Regions from separate parts of the Mus musculus genome. Here regions 2 and 3 are each linked to region 1. Evidence: chromatin contacts called from public HiChIP or PLAC-seq data. All regions are on one chromosome and are shown on one strand. The core of a region is the stretch at or near the end of the contact, and the rest is flanking DNA. Distances in the headings are between cores, read along the strand shown. Region 1 holds the start of Clic6 (chloride intracellular channel 6). Region 2 overlaps Runx1 (runt related transcription factor 1). Region 3 holds the start of Smim11 (small integral membrane protein 11).

Region 1 (4,367 bases), core at 890-3,389:
AGAAATGTGATGTGGATATGGGTGTCCATCTGTCCTGTTGTCTCGGTTCCATGCTTCTCCAAGTGATTAATAAGGGCTGGAAATTTATTGCTCACAGTTTTAGGGTCTGGGAATGGCAATAGCAAAGCATTAGCATCTCAAAAATGCTTTCTTGATGCACTGTCCTGTGGTATAGATGGGTGCTTCGGATACAGCAACAAAAGTCAGGAAGGCAAGAAAGGAAAAGGAGAGAGACACCCAGAGACAGAGAGAGACACCCAGGGACAGAGGGAGACAGAGAGATAGACAGAGACAGAGAGAAAGGAAGGGAGCAGGCAGACAGACAAATAGGTAGGCAGGCAGGCAGGCACCCATACATTCATGTACAGTTTCTCTCTCTCTCTCTCTCTCTCTCTCTCTCTCTCTCTCTCTCTCTTTTTCTCTCTCTCTCTCAATACACCCCCAAAGTCCACACATGGACTTTTCAGGGACACGTTCAAACCACAGCTTTAGTTATCCATCAGGGATGAGCAATGGGGATACAAAGGAAGAATTCAACATGCATCCCTCTCTTGTCAAGATAACAGGATCCTCTGTGGGTGTGGTGGCTAAAAGCAGTAAGAGCCTGAGAAGTCAAACTGAAATCCCCACGGCTCCATCATTCTTAGGCAACGCCTTCCCGGGTGCTTGCTCAGCATCCTTGGAGGTCTTGAGTTCAGTCTCCAGCATTTTATCGAGACGTGACGAGGTGATGTAATCTCAGCAAAGGCAGGGTCAAAGTTCAAGATCATCCTGTGTTATATTGTATGCTCTGGGCCAGCCTGGGCTACATGAGACTTCGCCTCAAACAAAACAAAAACAAAACAAAACAAAACAAAACACCCAACCAATTTAAATTATGTTGAGATATTATCTGTCTATGAAAAAAATTCAAATCTTTTATTGTGAAAGGATGTTGAATGTTATCAAGTGCCTTGTCTGTACCTACTGAGATGAACACATTTTGTTTCAAAAAAAAGATTTATTTATTTTTTAATCATCTGTATATATGTTATTCTTGCAGGGGTTTGTGCATGTGAGTGCAGGTGCCATTTGAAGCCAGAAGAGGGCGTTGGATCCTCAGAACTGGAGGAAGTTGTGAGCTACCTGATGTGGGTGCAGTACACACTCTTAATTCCAGAACCATTTCTCCAGCCTGCATGTGATTTTTAAAGTCATACATTCTGTTGTTTTGACGCATTGCGCCTATAGATTTGCATGTGTTGAGCCACCACTGCAACCTCCAACCTCCAACTTGATAGCCGTGGATGATCTTTTTGATATGCTGTTGTATTCAAACCCTTGGTGTTTTGTTAATAATGTTTGCATCTATACTCATCAGCAATATTGGTCTAGAGTTGGTGTGTCCTTTGATAAGGGGGAAATGCTGGCCTCACAGTTTGGGGTGGGAGGTCCTCTCTCTATCAATTCAGTGGAATAGTTTTGAAAACTTCTCTGAAAGAAGTTTTTGACGGGTGATAGTGGGGGACTCCTGGCCCAGTTAATTCTATAACTTCCTTTTTTCCCATCCCGAATTTTCTTCCCCCACCTTCAACCCCCAACGCCCTAACCACGATATTGAGACCCAAGCACTGGACATGAGTAAGGAAATCTGAGTCCGAGGGATGCACAGATTCTTAGGGTCTTCAGGGGCTGGAGAAGGAGAGGTATCCGTCTGGTTCTCCTCCCCTCCCCCCACCACCTCAACAAGCACGCCAGGCTATTGTCCCTTCCATCTTTAGGTTCCTGGAACTCACAGAAATGGGAGGGCAGCCATTCCTCCCTTTGGGGTTAATACCTTTTCTGTGGAACCTGAGGCAGGGATGGGATGGGTCTATTCCACTCAGCATCAGAGTCGCCTTCATGGTGAAGTGAGGTAAGGTGGGAATCCAATACTGAAGTATGTGACCGTGATTTAAATGGCTCTGAAACTTGAAGCTGTTCCAGAAAACGCTAAAGTGGCCAGTAAAATCAGTCTTTTCATTAAAATCCACAAAAGCCGCAGAAAGGCTGTCATTGGCTAGCTTCCCAGGCCACCCAAAGTGGCTAGGAGGTGGGGAAGACAAACCCCGCCCAAGCCCTAAGAGGGGAGAACTGGCTCTGAGAATTTCTGGTCAACCCTTGAGACCGCAGGGAACCAGCCCATCTCTTCCAAAGACTTCAAGAGGCAAGCTGAGTTCTTTAGCCCCACACCCTGGCCTGCACAGAAGGATTGGGGTCCGGGCGCGAATTTAGGAGAAACAGGAACTCTTGAGGAAGAACCCAAAGACCTTAAGACAGGGAAAAGGGACATAGAGTCTTGGGGCCCTCTAGATTTTGCATCAAGCGAAACCTTCGCTTCTAGAACCGCGAGTGGGGTGTCCTCCCGGAGGGGGCACGTCAGCCCCTGCCCCTCACCCTGAGCAGCGTCGAGGAAGGGTGTTTTACCATGGCTGAGGCCACGGAGCCCAAGGAGGTCGCTCCAGGTTCCCAGGGGCAACCCGAAGGTGCGACAATCGAGGGACCAGGAGAGCCAGGAGCTGCGGACCTGGAGGGGCGGGAAGCGAGCGAGGAAGCTGCAGAGGCACCTAGGGACCTGGGGGCGGGCGTAGAGGCCAGGGCCTCGGGGAAGGAGGAAGGAGGCTGTGGGCAGGACGAGGGAACTGGGGGAGCGCAGGCGCAGGACCCGCGCACCGGCCCTGAGGCCGAGACGCCGGGCGCCAGCGGAGCTCCAGGTGAAGCGGAGGCTGCGGAGCGCGACCCCGAGGGCGCGATCCCGCAGGGAGCGGAGGAGGCGCCAAGCGCCCAGCAGGTGCAGGGGATGAGCTCTGGGTTAGACTCTCAGGGTGAGGCCCCCGAGGTCCCTGGGGACTCTCGCCGGGAGCCCGAGGACCCCACGGCCTCAGAGGCAGGGGAAGAGGCAGAATCTGGTCAGGAAGCGCAGGGAGGCGGCGCGCTAGGGTTGCAGATCAACCCAGAAGTCCAGGGACTTGCAGGGGACAACATGGACACAGAGGCACCCGCAGGAGGGCCACTTGGGTCGGAGAGTGAGCCCCAGGGTGGAGGGGAAAGCAGCCCTCAGCCCCAGGATGAGGCGATTGAGATTGTAACCACAGAGATCGGAGGGAACGAGTCCGGGGAGCTGGCGGGCGCTTCGGCCGCAGACGCCGCGGGGGAAGGGGAGACCCTGGGGAAAGACGGGTCCGAGGAAGCAGCTTCCGAGGATGCGAGAGTAGATGCTCATGAGAATGGGGACCAGGGCAAGCTCCAGGAGGAGACCGGGGAGGAAGAAGCGAGGCCAGAACCCGAGTTGAAGGGACCCTGCGAGGGGGCCATCCAAGAGAAGCCCCCCGACGGCAGCCTTGATGGAGAGGAGGCCAAATCCACCGAACACGAGGAGGAATCCCAGGCAGAGCTCAGCAACCACTTAGCTGAGGAGCCCAGCGTCCAGGGTGGAGAAGAGTTGGGGCGAGTGAACGGCCGCAGGGAGAATGGCCCAGCATTGGAGGAGGGGGATCCGGGACAGGAGCACGACATCACCCTCTTCGTCAAGGTAAATCTTGCGCCCCCAGGGCCTACCCACAGAACCAAAACCGTACTCAAGTGCTTCAATCAGTCAGAAGGAACAGCTAGGGTTTCAGGAGAGTCAGGGCTGTGAATGAGGGTTAGTGGTTTGCCTAACTCGTATGAGGGGCCATCCCCAGCATCTCAAGAGTCAGTAGCATGAACCATGTAAGGTTTGGAAGTCAGGGGTGTGTGTGTGTGTGTGTGTGTGTGGTTGGTGACACTCCACTATCCCTTGTCCTGAACATCCTAACTGGCCCTTCTATTCCTAAGAATTAGGAAGAAAACAAAAAAAGTGACCAGCCTTATTAGTATTCAAAAGGTTTCAGCTAAAGAAGGCTTTAATCCTTGGAGTGAAAAAATGTGAACAGGTAGGTTCAACATGAGAATTCCCAGACTTAACTCCCAGAGGCCCAGAGCTGCCCAGCATTTTCAGGTGAAAAAACAAAACAAAACAAAACAAAACAAAACCTCGTCCAGGGGACACTGGGAAGTCTCCTATACACTGTCTTGTTTATTGAACATTTTAAGGTTTACTTTGGCAGATTTCAGGATGCAGGAGACTTGGACATCGTTTGTCTGAGTAATATGTTTCTGGTCTCCCTTTCCGTCAGGAAGAAAGCCATGATTTCATTTTTGAAAGAGTCTGTAGACACATAAGGAGGAAGTTTTGAGTGTAAACAGGCATTTTTACAAGGCTTCCAAAAAAAAAAAAAAAAAGTGGACAAAGTCCAGCAGTGGCTCACACCAAGAGCTTTGTTTAAAAGAAAAAAGTTTTTCCTGGGGACCTTTGGTCAGACCCCAGG
Region 2 (4,347 bases), core at 704-3,203, 190 kb after region 1:
AAGCACAGGAAAATGTCAACCTTGTGGGTCCTCATGTATATTTATCTTCTGAGTATGGGCTGTGTTTAAGACTTGGCATTGAACTGACCCTCAGCAGTCCAAGACACGTTCCAGATTCGCACGTTTTAGTATCTGCACGTCCCAGGAAGATCCATAAACAATCCCGAAACTAAGCTGCACTATAGAAATCTGGGCCCGTGTGCATTTTTTTTTTTTTTTTGGACCTTAGGAAATCTTTGGGGGGATTTTCAGAATTATCTATGACAGCTTCCAGAGATTTAAAGAATCACCAACTTGGAACAAGTGAGCATTGGCTCTGGTCTCCCTCCTCACATTTGCCACACGGCTGTTGTCATGTTTGGTAGTTGCGTGATCTGTTTCCCTGTGACAGGCATCGTTAAAGCTAAGTTCACTGATGGATCAAGTCTTCGGCAGCTGGTGAAACACCCCAGCAGGAAATGGGTGTTTGCAGATGTCACTGCCAAGGTTTCTTAAATGTTTGTCACCTCACACCCCAGCTCATGGGAGCAAGTTACAGACCGAGAAAAAGGCTCAGCTAATTGACCTCCCTCATGAAAGAGATCTCTTTTTGACCCTGAACTCGGAGATGACTGATAATCTCAGGCCCTGTGACTAAAGCATGCATTGTTCTGGGCAGCCTCCTGAGCGCCCTCCTAATCTCTGGACTTCAGAGAGGGTCTCCCAAGATCCCGTCTGATTTTCACCCCACCCTAAACTCCCAACCGGGAGCAGCTATCTCTCCTTCCTTTGTAGAGCCCCACAGATAATCAACATGCAGATTGGGAATCAAAGGGAGAAACATTCCTATGAGGAGATACACCCGAGCTGATCTAAAGGAGAGCAGGCGGAAGCCATGGTCATGGAGGAAGCAGGCAGGAGCTTCCTCTGCCTTCACCAGGTTTTCACAGGGGCCAGCAGGCAGCCAGGGCTTAGAAGCCAGACAGGCAGGTTTTCCCAGTCACAGGCTGAACCTGAGGTTAGAGCTGAGCATCAGCCAGCTCCCAGACAGATCCATTTCTTGGAACAGAGAAAAATCCTTCCTTGGTTAACTGGCAGTTTCTGTGAGGGTCACAATCCTCAAAATCTGGCATCTGGTAACAAGAAAGGAGGGTGTCCATTCATGTCATCTCTACCCTTTATCCCACACGGAGTACCCAGGCCCCTCCGAGAAGCCATCACTGACAGAATCCCAAACTGACCTTACGGAATGTGGATGTGTTGGAAGGCCAGGACCTTCTGGGCCAGTGTGTGGCCTCTGAGGGCATATTTTTAGGCACATTTAAAAAAATGAAAAATGAAATAGTCGGGTCTTAAGATCGTTCCATAAAGCATAATGCAACTTTTAAAGGATAAGGTTCAACCAGGGAGATTAGGGCTAATTGTGAGAATTAGTGAGAGTCATTTCTTCAGTTTCTAATGGGAAGCAAATCGCAAGAGAGAAGGAGAGAAAGAGAGTGAGAGAGGGTGGGGTGGGCTGGGCTGGGGAATATCCAGCAGGCTTTGATGGCATGAAAAATCAAAATAAAATCATATTTTGTGACTACAAAGTGAAATTATGAGATAAAACCATGTTTATTACACCGACAGCTCACTTGTCTTGGTATTGACATGAAAAATTTAAACCATAAAAACTCAAGACCAACATTATATATAGAAACCATAACTGGGTCAAGTGGTCAATTAGTCCTCCTGAGTTTTAATTACTCGTTACCCCTCATGAAGAGGAGAGCCTGCTCAAGTCAAATATAATCCAATTTTTTGCATCTGATTAATTTTTTTCATTCCAGGGTATGGGAAACCAGCCTCGCCTTGGGTGCTGCTGTTTTCCTGGGGGGGGGGGGCGGTTATGCAAACTCAAGTGCACACTGGCACGAATCAGACAGCAGAGTGCAAACACTCCACGCCTTGGGGAAACAGTCCATTGTTCCTCAGGTAAACACCAGCACCTCTTAGTCACCCACTCAAAACAGAAATGGCCAAAGAGGGATAGGCGACCAGCACATAGCACCACCAAGGTAGGCAGGCACGCTGCTTTCAGAACCCCACTCTTGATCATCATCAACTGGCTGCCACGGTCGTCACAAAGCCACCATGCAACTCCCTACGGGAAAATGTCACTGGAATAGTCCATTAAATAGTCTTCGAAACTTCCATAGCCAAACATGACAAAAAGACCCACTTAGACGCCTAGGAGTATGGGGACATGTTCTCTGGCAACCCAGCTAGATCCTACGAACTAAGCTTATTGCTAGGCAGGTGGGCGTGGGCCTGGCTGTTGGGGTCTTCCTTTCTTCTTGGCTTCCCACCCGCTCGGCCAGCGACTCATCTGAAACCTCCCTGATATTTTCTAAACACATGCCTCTGAACCGTAATGCGAATTCCATTTGCTGAAAGGCAGACTTTCAATATTCCAAGTGGATCCACTTAAGGGCGCAGGCTCTCCCAGGCCTTCGATAAGTGGGTAGACTCTTCTTTCAATCACCCTATTATTAGCACAGTAGCGCGAACACATATTTTCAATAACATTATATGTTCTCTACATTTTTTTCTCCAGCTGTGACATCATTCTGAAAATGCCCTGGGCATCTGGGGGCAGGGGTAGGGGAGCAAACACAGAAGTCCAGGCTCACACTCTCAACTCTCTCCTCTTTCCCACTATGAACACGGAATTTCCACTGTTCTGAACGCCTTCAGAATCAGTAGTAACAATCCCTTTGCTTGACATTTCTTGTCTGTTGCCAGTCTACCTGCTTTGTTTTGCTTGCTTGGTGCTGGGGATCAAACTAAAGGCCTTTCACACGGAAGGCTCTACCACTGAGCGATGGACACGACTAGCCCCTCCCTGTGTCTTCCCCTCTCTGAGAACTGATCGTATGACTTAGATATATGTCATTCCGCTTTGATTAAGCTAGAGATATCATTTACGGCTAAGATCGTTCAATTCTACATTACAAAGGTGAGGGTTTAAGCGAAGACCTTGCTCCTAGACTCTCACACGGCCTGCTGATGTTTGTAAAATGTGCCGTAGCTCCTTGAAATGAAGAGAGAACACATACCTCGGAAGATAACTGGAAAGCAGACAAGCCTACAGTGAGAGCAGGTCCTCTTTCTACTCCAATAGTTTAATAACTGGTTAAAGGTGAGGCATAATAACTGCATGTCCAGCTGGGCTAAGGAAATAATTTGGTCTCTCACATGAGCAGTATCTAAATGTTAAGTGAGCCTGGCTTCTCCCACCAAACCATACACAAAGAATGCATAGTGAAGGTCACACTGCTCTCAGATGTACCAGTAAGAGTCCATTTTTTTTAATCCTAGGAATATAAGCTTACTTAAAACTATATCAATAAGGGTTCCCCCAAAATTATTGATGTGACCAACTGAAACCCTGTCGCATGTTCGAGGGAGCGTAAGTACCATATGATAAAGGCTCATGGCTTTGATTATCCCATAGTGACCACCCATTATACAATCTCAGTCCTCATTCTGGGGTGGTTCGCTCACTTATCTCAGTTTAGGAAAACGGTGGAATGTTTTATTGAACTTCACAATTCACGCATCACACACTGTGCGTTCCAAGTCCATCACACGCTGTGCGTTCCAAGTCAGTTGTAAGCCAATTTAGTCATCAAAACGTGATAATATCCAGTTGTTAGGTATCAAATAAACATTACCTTAAATAAATATCATTATGCTGCATCAATAATAAGAAACGGCTACTATTTGGAAAACCCGGGTTCGAATTTCACACCCATCCGTGACAGATACGCACCTCTACCGCTCCGCCCGACAAACCTGAGGTCGTTGAATCTCGCTACCTGGTTCTTCATGGCCGCGGTAGCATTTCTCAGTTCTGCCGAGTAGTTTTCATCGTTGCCTGCCATGACGGTGACCAGAGTGCCATCCGGGACGTCCCCCAGTGCCACCACCTAGACGTCAACCAAGGGACAAATGCAGACATCAGTGCTGTCACAGGCACCTGGCTGTGTCATTTGTCTGGCAATTGCGCTGATGTTAAACTTAATGCTTAATGGTGACACTTTCTAGTTTATAGAAGAGCCGTCCGTCATCATTTGATCATCGTGACAGAAACAGCTTGCTGTGAGTCCTGCGATGCAGAGACAGGTGTGGATTTTCAAATAAGGAAGACACAGAGATTAAAGGAGAAAAGCCACAGAAGGTCACAGGACACAGTGGGAACAAGACAAGCGGGGACAGGAATTCTGAAAAGCTACTACTGTTTCTCATTGGTACAGTTATCTCTTAAGACCTCATATTCGAAAGACAGAAAGTCTTGTGTTTGTAGATTTGTGATCTAATCCACTT
Region 3 (4,179 bases), core at 511-3,010, 200 kb before region 1:
CTCTTTGAGGAATAATTCTTCTTCCATCTAAAGAAATGTCTCTTAGAAATGCAAACACAGAGACTCAGCAAGAATAATTCTTCTAGCATGTAGAAATATCTCTTTGAAATACAAACATTAAGACTCTGCTGGGCATGCCCCTTGCACGTCACACAACACAACACAAAACACACACCCTTTCCCAGAGTTTGTAATTTTCCCCTTGGCTTATCTGTTTCTCCAGGAAAACGTACAGGTGGTTAAATCCAGGCTTTCATTAAACATACTTTATCATCCTCACTGGAAAATATAGTTATAACATGGACATCAATCAGTCAATTTTACTTAGGGGGAACAGGAGAAATGCTACATCTTTATGTGGTAGTTAATATGGGCAACATCACAGGATCTAGACTAGGGTAACAGCCACACCTCTGGGAATGCCTGTGGGAATTATATAGATTGGGTTACATGAGGTGGGAAAACATTCTAAATGGGTGCCACCATTCCCTGGGCTGGGATCCTGGATGGAACCTGAAGGAGAAGACCAAGAGAGGTCAAGCCTCCATCACTCTCCTCCCAGCTGTGGACTCTACTCACCTAGTCTAGATAACCTAAGCTGCTTCTGTCAAGCATTTTGTTGTGTTAACAGGAGATAACTAACAAGTTGGATGGGCATCCAGTTGTTGATCCATTTACCCCAGCTTCTCCCTCCAGTATCAACTTCAACCAAAGCTTTCTAAATGAAAATGCCAAGTCAAACAGCTGGGTTGCTGTTGTTTTTCTATCCATGTTCCCTTTAGAGTCTTTCTGCTTAGTCTGCTAGTTCTACACATCTGAGTAGTACTTCAGTGCAGATTCAAAGCTATTGCAAAAGGAACAGGTGATAGGGGCTGATCCCAGTCTCGCAACTTATGGCGAGCCCCAGGTCTGGCACGAGCTGGCCTCAGCCTCGGGAAAGAAAAAAAAATCCTTTGTGTTTCCGTTTCATCATTTGTGAAATATTACAATTATAGTGTGTCCTTTTATAGGCCTTGTAGAGTTAAATTAAACGACAGTCTCAACGTGATATTCTCTTGTTAGCACAACCAGGTCTGTGAAACCCTCTGCACGCTAACATTTTCAACTTCATCTCCACAAAGAGGCATGATGAGATCTGAAGCTAACTTTCTTGGGTCCAAGAATTCACCCCGCAATTAGTGTCAGCACCGGGCATCCGCTCCCCCCTCCACAGAAGAGGGAGATGAGGTGGAGGTCTCGGTGAGAACTTTGCCTCTCCAGAGCCTTGGACAGGGCTGCTGTCTGCGTCTCCCCACCCGGCACTTTGGGGATTCACTGGCTAGAAATGAAACTGGGAACCTAAAATCTGGGTATCTATCGGTTATCTCAACCGGGATGCATTCTTCTTGTCTGTCCCCTTGGAGGAATGCTAAGCCTGGAAAACAAAACAAAAAACCTGGGACCTATTGTCTTCAGCTGTATAGAACAGGAGTCAATGACCAGTGGACATGAACAAAGGGTCCTAGGCCGAACCCTAACCCCTGCGGACCACCCTCAGGGTTCCTACTTGGATTTCTGCAGTAGCCTCAGATTCCTGCGCAACTGGCCTGAAGCCCATAGCGCCTGCGCTTGGAGAAACACGCTCCTTAATACTAGCGAATCTGCGGGCGCCCTAAAGCCACTGCGCCTGCGTATCAAGTGGTGCCTTTCAAGATGGCGCTTCCGTTCCGAGCGGTGCATTTCGGGACTTGTAGTTTTCACGACGGGATTGTGGGAGTCGTGGTTTGTGAGCAGCAAGCGAGGAGGCCCCGCCGCCCTGAGTGTAAGTGTGTGAGTCTTTGGGGCTCTGGGGAATCCCTTGGTCATCCCGCGTTCTTGTTTCTCCCATGATGACACTTGCTGCCTACGGCTACATAGCCCTTGGGAACTCTAATAGTCTTGTCGCCTTGTTTTGGTGACGCAGGAAGGGAGCGATGATAACTCCTGGCCTTCTACCCACCCCCCACCCCCGTGGAGGCAATGCCTGGGGGCGAGAACCTGGGACTGGGCACTCCCAAGTATCCAGGGATAGCAAATCCCCGTTTGATCCTGTGGTGCCCCAGATCGCAAAGGCGCCAAAGTTGCTTAAACAAGGCGTGTCGTTTCATCTAGTAGGGAAGTGCACCATAACTCACAGGCTCCCCAAAGCCTTGAAATTTGGAATCTGGCCACCCACCCGGATAAGGTGCTTCTGGGTTTCTTGAAAACCAAGGCCTGTGCTGAGTGGGCTAAGTGAGGTCCAGGGGTCATGGCGATTTGAACCTACCGATACTTTAAATGGTTGGCTGAGGAATTGGAGTGAAAGGGGTAGAGACTGGGAGTGAAAACGGCTTCAGACAGTTGACACAAGCTGCTAGGATAGGTGAGTGCATTATATGCTGAGATAGGTGCACCCTCGACTCTGTTAGCCTCGCCAAGGAGCACACGGAGCTTGTGAGCAGACTATTGTCCACGTCGTTTAAATTGGTATAATCAAAGTGAGTGAATGTCTTCTTTGTTTCTAGAATAAAACCTGGCAGGATACTTTGCAATAAAGATCAAAACTACAAACAGTTTTATTTTCTGTCGTTAAGGGTTAAGCCTGGACAGCTCCCTGCATTTCATATATTTTAATGGCCTCCAGCTGTCCTTACCCCAGTGGCTTTGGCTCACCCTCTGCTGCCAGCTGCTGCTTGCTTCTGAATGGCACCAGGAGTCCGTGATATCAGAGCAGACAGCTCACTGCTATGTTTAGCTTTCTTGGTTATCCCCATTTGCAGAAAGCTTGCAAGCTGCCTTGAAATTTAAAGTAGTGGGTGAAAATGAACCTGGCTGCTCTGGGCCCTTCGCTCTCCTCTACCCACCCCACCCACTCCATAGCAGTACAGATTCCCCTTTGCTTTTACTTTTTCCTCCTTCTCTTCCTCTTCTCTTTTTCTTCTCTTTCTCCTTCCTTGGCAGGATTCTGTGCATCTGAGATTGGCCTCCAGCTCAGTCTTTCTCTGTAGCCTTAGATGACCTTGAACTCCCATCCCTTGACCTCCACCTCCCAAGTGCTAGGGTTACAGGCTTGTACCACCAAGGTTGGGTTGTGAGTTACTTGGGCTGAACCGAGAGCTTTGCGTTAGCACTCTGGCTCAGCCACGCCCACAGCCCCCTGCTTCCTTCTCAGAGATCTTACCTCTTAACACTCAGATTGCTAGTCTTTTTGGCATCATGTCCTGTGACATTAGACAGAGCAGAGAGTTGTGAATTCCAGAGTGGGAGACTTACTCCTTGGACGCTGATATCCCAAGAGCGCTTTGGCTCAGGAGCCACATGGCTTTCCCAGGTCACATGCTCAGCCCTTACTGCCACCTGGAGTAGAGTCCTGTCCTCCTTCTTCTTGCCCTTATTCTTTATCCCATGCCTGGCATCTTGTCCAGACTACATCCTGCCCTATTGCTGTTTGTTATCTGAGGACCATTAGCAAAGGAGAGACATTATCAAGACAATAATGCTTGCTGTGTGTTACTCATGCTTCTTAGCGATTACTGGCCAACTTCTGAAGGAGAATTTACTGATGAAGGAGGCTTTGAGAGGCCAAGGTCACATTGCTGCTAAGTGCAATGTGTTTGCCAGACCTCCAGACCCCGGGGTATTTTCTTTCATTTATTTCCTCTTGTCAGCATCTTGGGCCCATTTGTTTCCCTTGACCTTGGGAGTCAGTATCCTGGGCATATCAATTCACAGAGGTGACTTGTGGGAAACAGTTAAATCGTCTACCATATAATATGTATACAACTCAATTAAGAAGGAATTATAAAAATAAAAAAAATATTTTGTTTTAATATACAGTATGGCTAATCCCTAAGATTACTAGACGTTCAAGGTGTAAATTCCAGCAGCAGGTTATAACATGCAAAGAGCTCATTTTTCCAACATAGGTTGGAATCTGCTGCTATTTAAAGGCAAACACTTGCAGGTAGTGGGCACCTTCAACCACCGCTATCGCATTTAAATAGGGCTTTGGATTATACACTTCTTGGTTTATCTGACTTTGCACAAGTCAAAGGCAAAGCTTGGTTATCTTGTGCCAATAGCTAGCTGGTTTTCAAAGTTCTGTAACCTTGAAATAGACTGAGAACTGAATTTTATATATTAGATACTTTTACAACTGGAAATGTTTTTCTACGCCATCTC

What was found. HiChIP or PLAC-seq counts read pairs in DNA pulled down with a chosen protein or histone mark.
Region 2: a contact with region 1 is called in an HNF4G HiChIP or PLAC-seq map of pancreatic cancer cells. The contact joins the enhancer-like site here to the promoter of Clic6 in region 1. A contact is called at or near these places in 1 of 39 promoter capture datasets (stem cell-derived epiblast-like cells), 4 of 484 Hi-C or Micro-C datasets (ECoMG myeloid progenitors, embryonic stem cells and extraembryonic endoderm stem cells), 7 of 115 datasets of contacts at active chromatin or transcription factors (differentiating embryonic stem cells, embryonic fibroblasts, embryonic stem cells and 4 more) and 3 of 9 other capture datasets (adipose tissue, embryonic stem cells and pancreatic islet).
Region 3: a contact with region 1 is called in an H3K4me3 HiChIP or PLAC-seq map of embryonic stem cells, with 18 read pairs. The contact joins the promoter of Smim11 here to the promoter of Clic6 in region 1. A contact is called at or near these places in 13 of 39 promoter capture datasets (the HPC-7 cell line, HPC-7-derived erythroid cells, embryonic stem cells and 6 more), 5 of 15 datasets of contacts at CTCF or cohesin (the G1E-ER4 cell line, the NIH/3T3 cell line and embryonic stem cells), 27 of 484 Hi-C or Micro-C datasets (B cells, the G1E-ER4 cell line, the HL-1 cell line and 8 more), 12 of 115 datasets of contacts at active chromatin or transcription factors (differentiating embryonic stem cells, double positive thymocytes, embryonic basal ganglia and 6 more) and 4 of 9 other capture datasets (adipose tissue, embryonic stem cells, liver and 1 more).

The regions. Positions count from the first base shown.
Region 1 is chr16:92,496,008-92,500,374 of GRCm38.p6, forward strand. Clic6 (chloride intracellular channel 6) reads left to right here and starts at 2,140. Exons shown (of 6, transcript NM_172469.3): 1 at 2,140-3,550. The coding sequence starts at 2,447. It overlaps 2410124H12Rik (RIKEN cDNA 2410124H12 gene), which reads left to right. Exons shown (of 3, transcript NR_165041.1): 3 at 1,043-1,363.
Region 2 is chr16:92,685,183-92,689,529 of GRCm38.p6, forward strand. Runx1 (runt related transcription factor 1) reads right to left here. Exons shown (of 8, transcript NM_001111021.2): 4 at 3,794-3,950. Among named protein-coding and RNA genes, the nearest start is that of Gm30281, 75 kb to the right of the region's middle. Within about 2 kb of position 1,954, at least 28 of the 459 cell types and tissues checked have an H3K27ac peak or open chromatin away from gene starts, as enhancers often do. A contact at or near this core is called in pancreatic cancer cells, where this site is marked.
Region 3 is chr16:92,299,543-92,303,721 of GRCm38.p6, forward strand. Smim11 (small integral membrane protein 11) reads left to right here and starts at 1,761. Exons shown (of 4, transcript NM_138743.2): 1 at 1,761-1,801.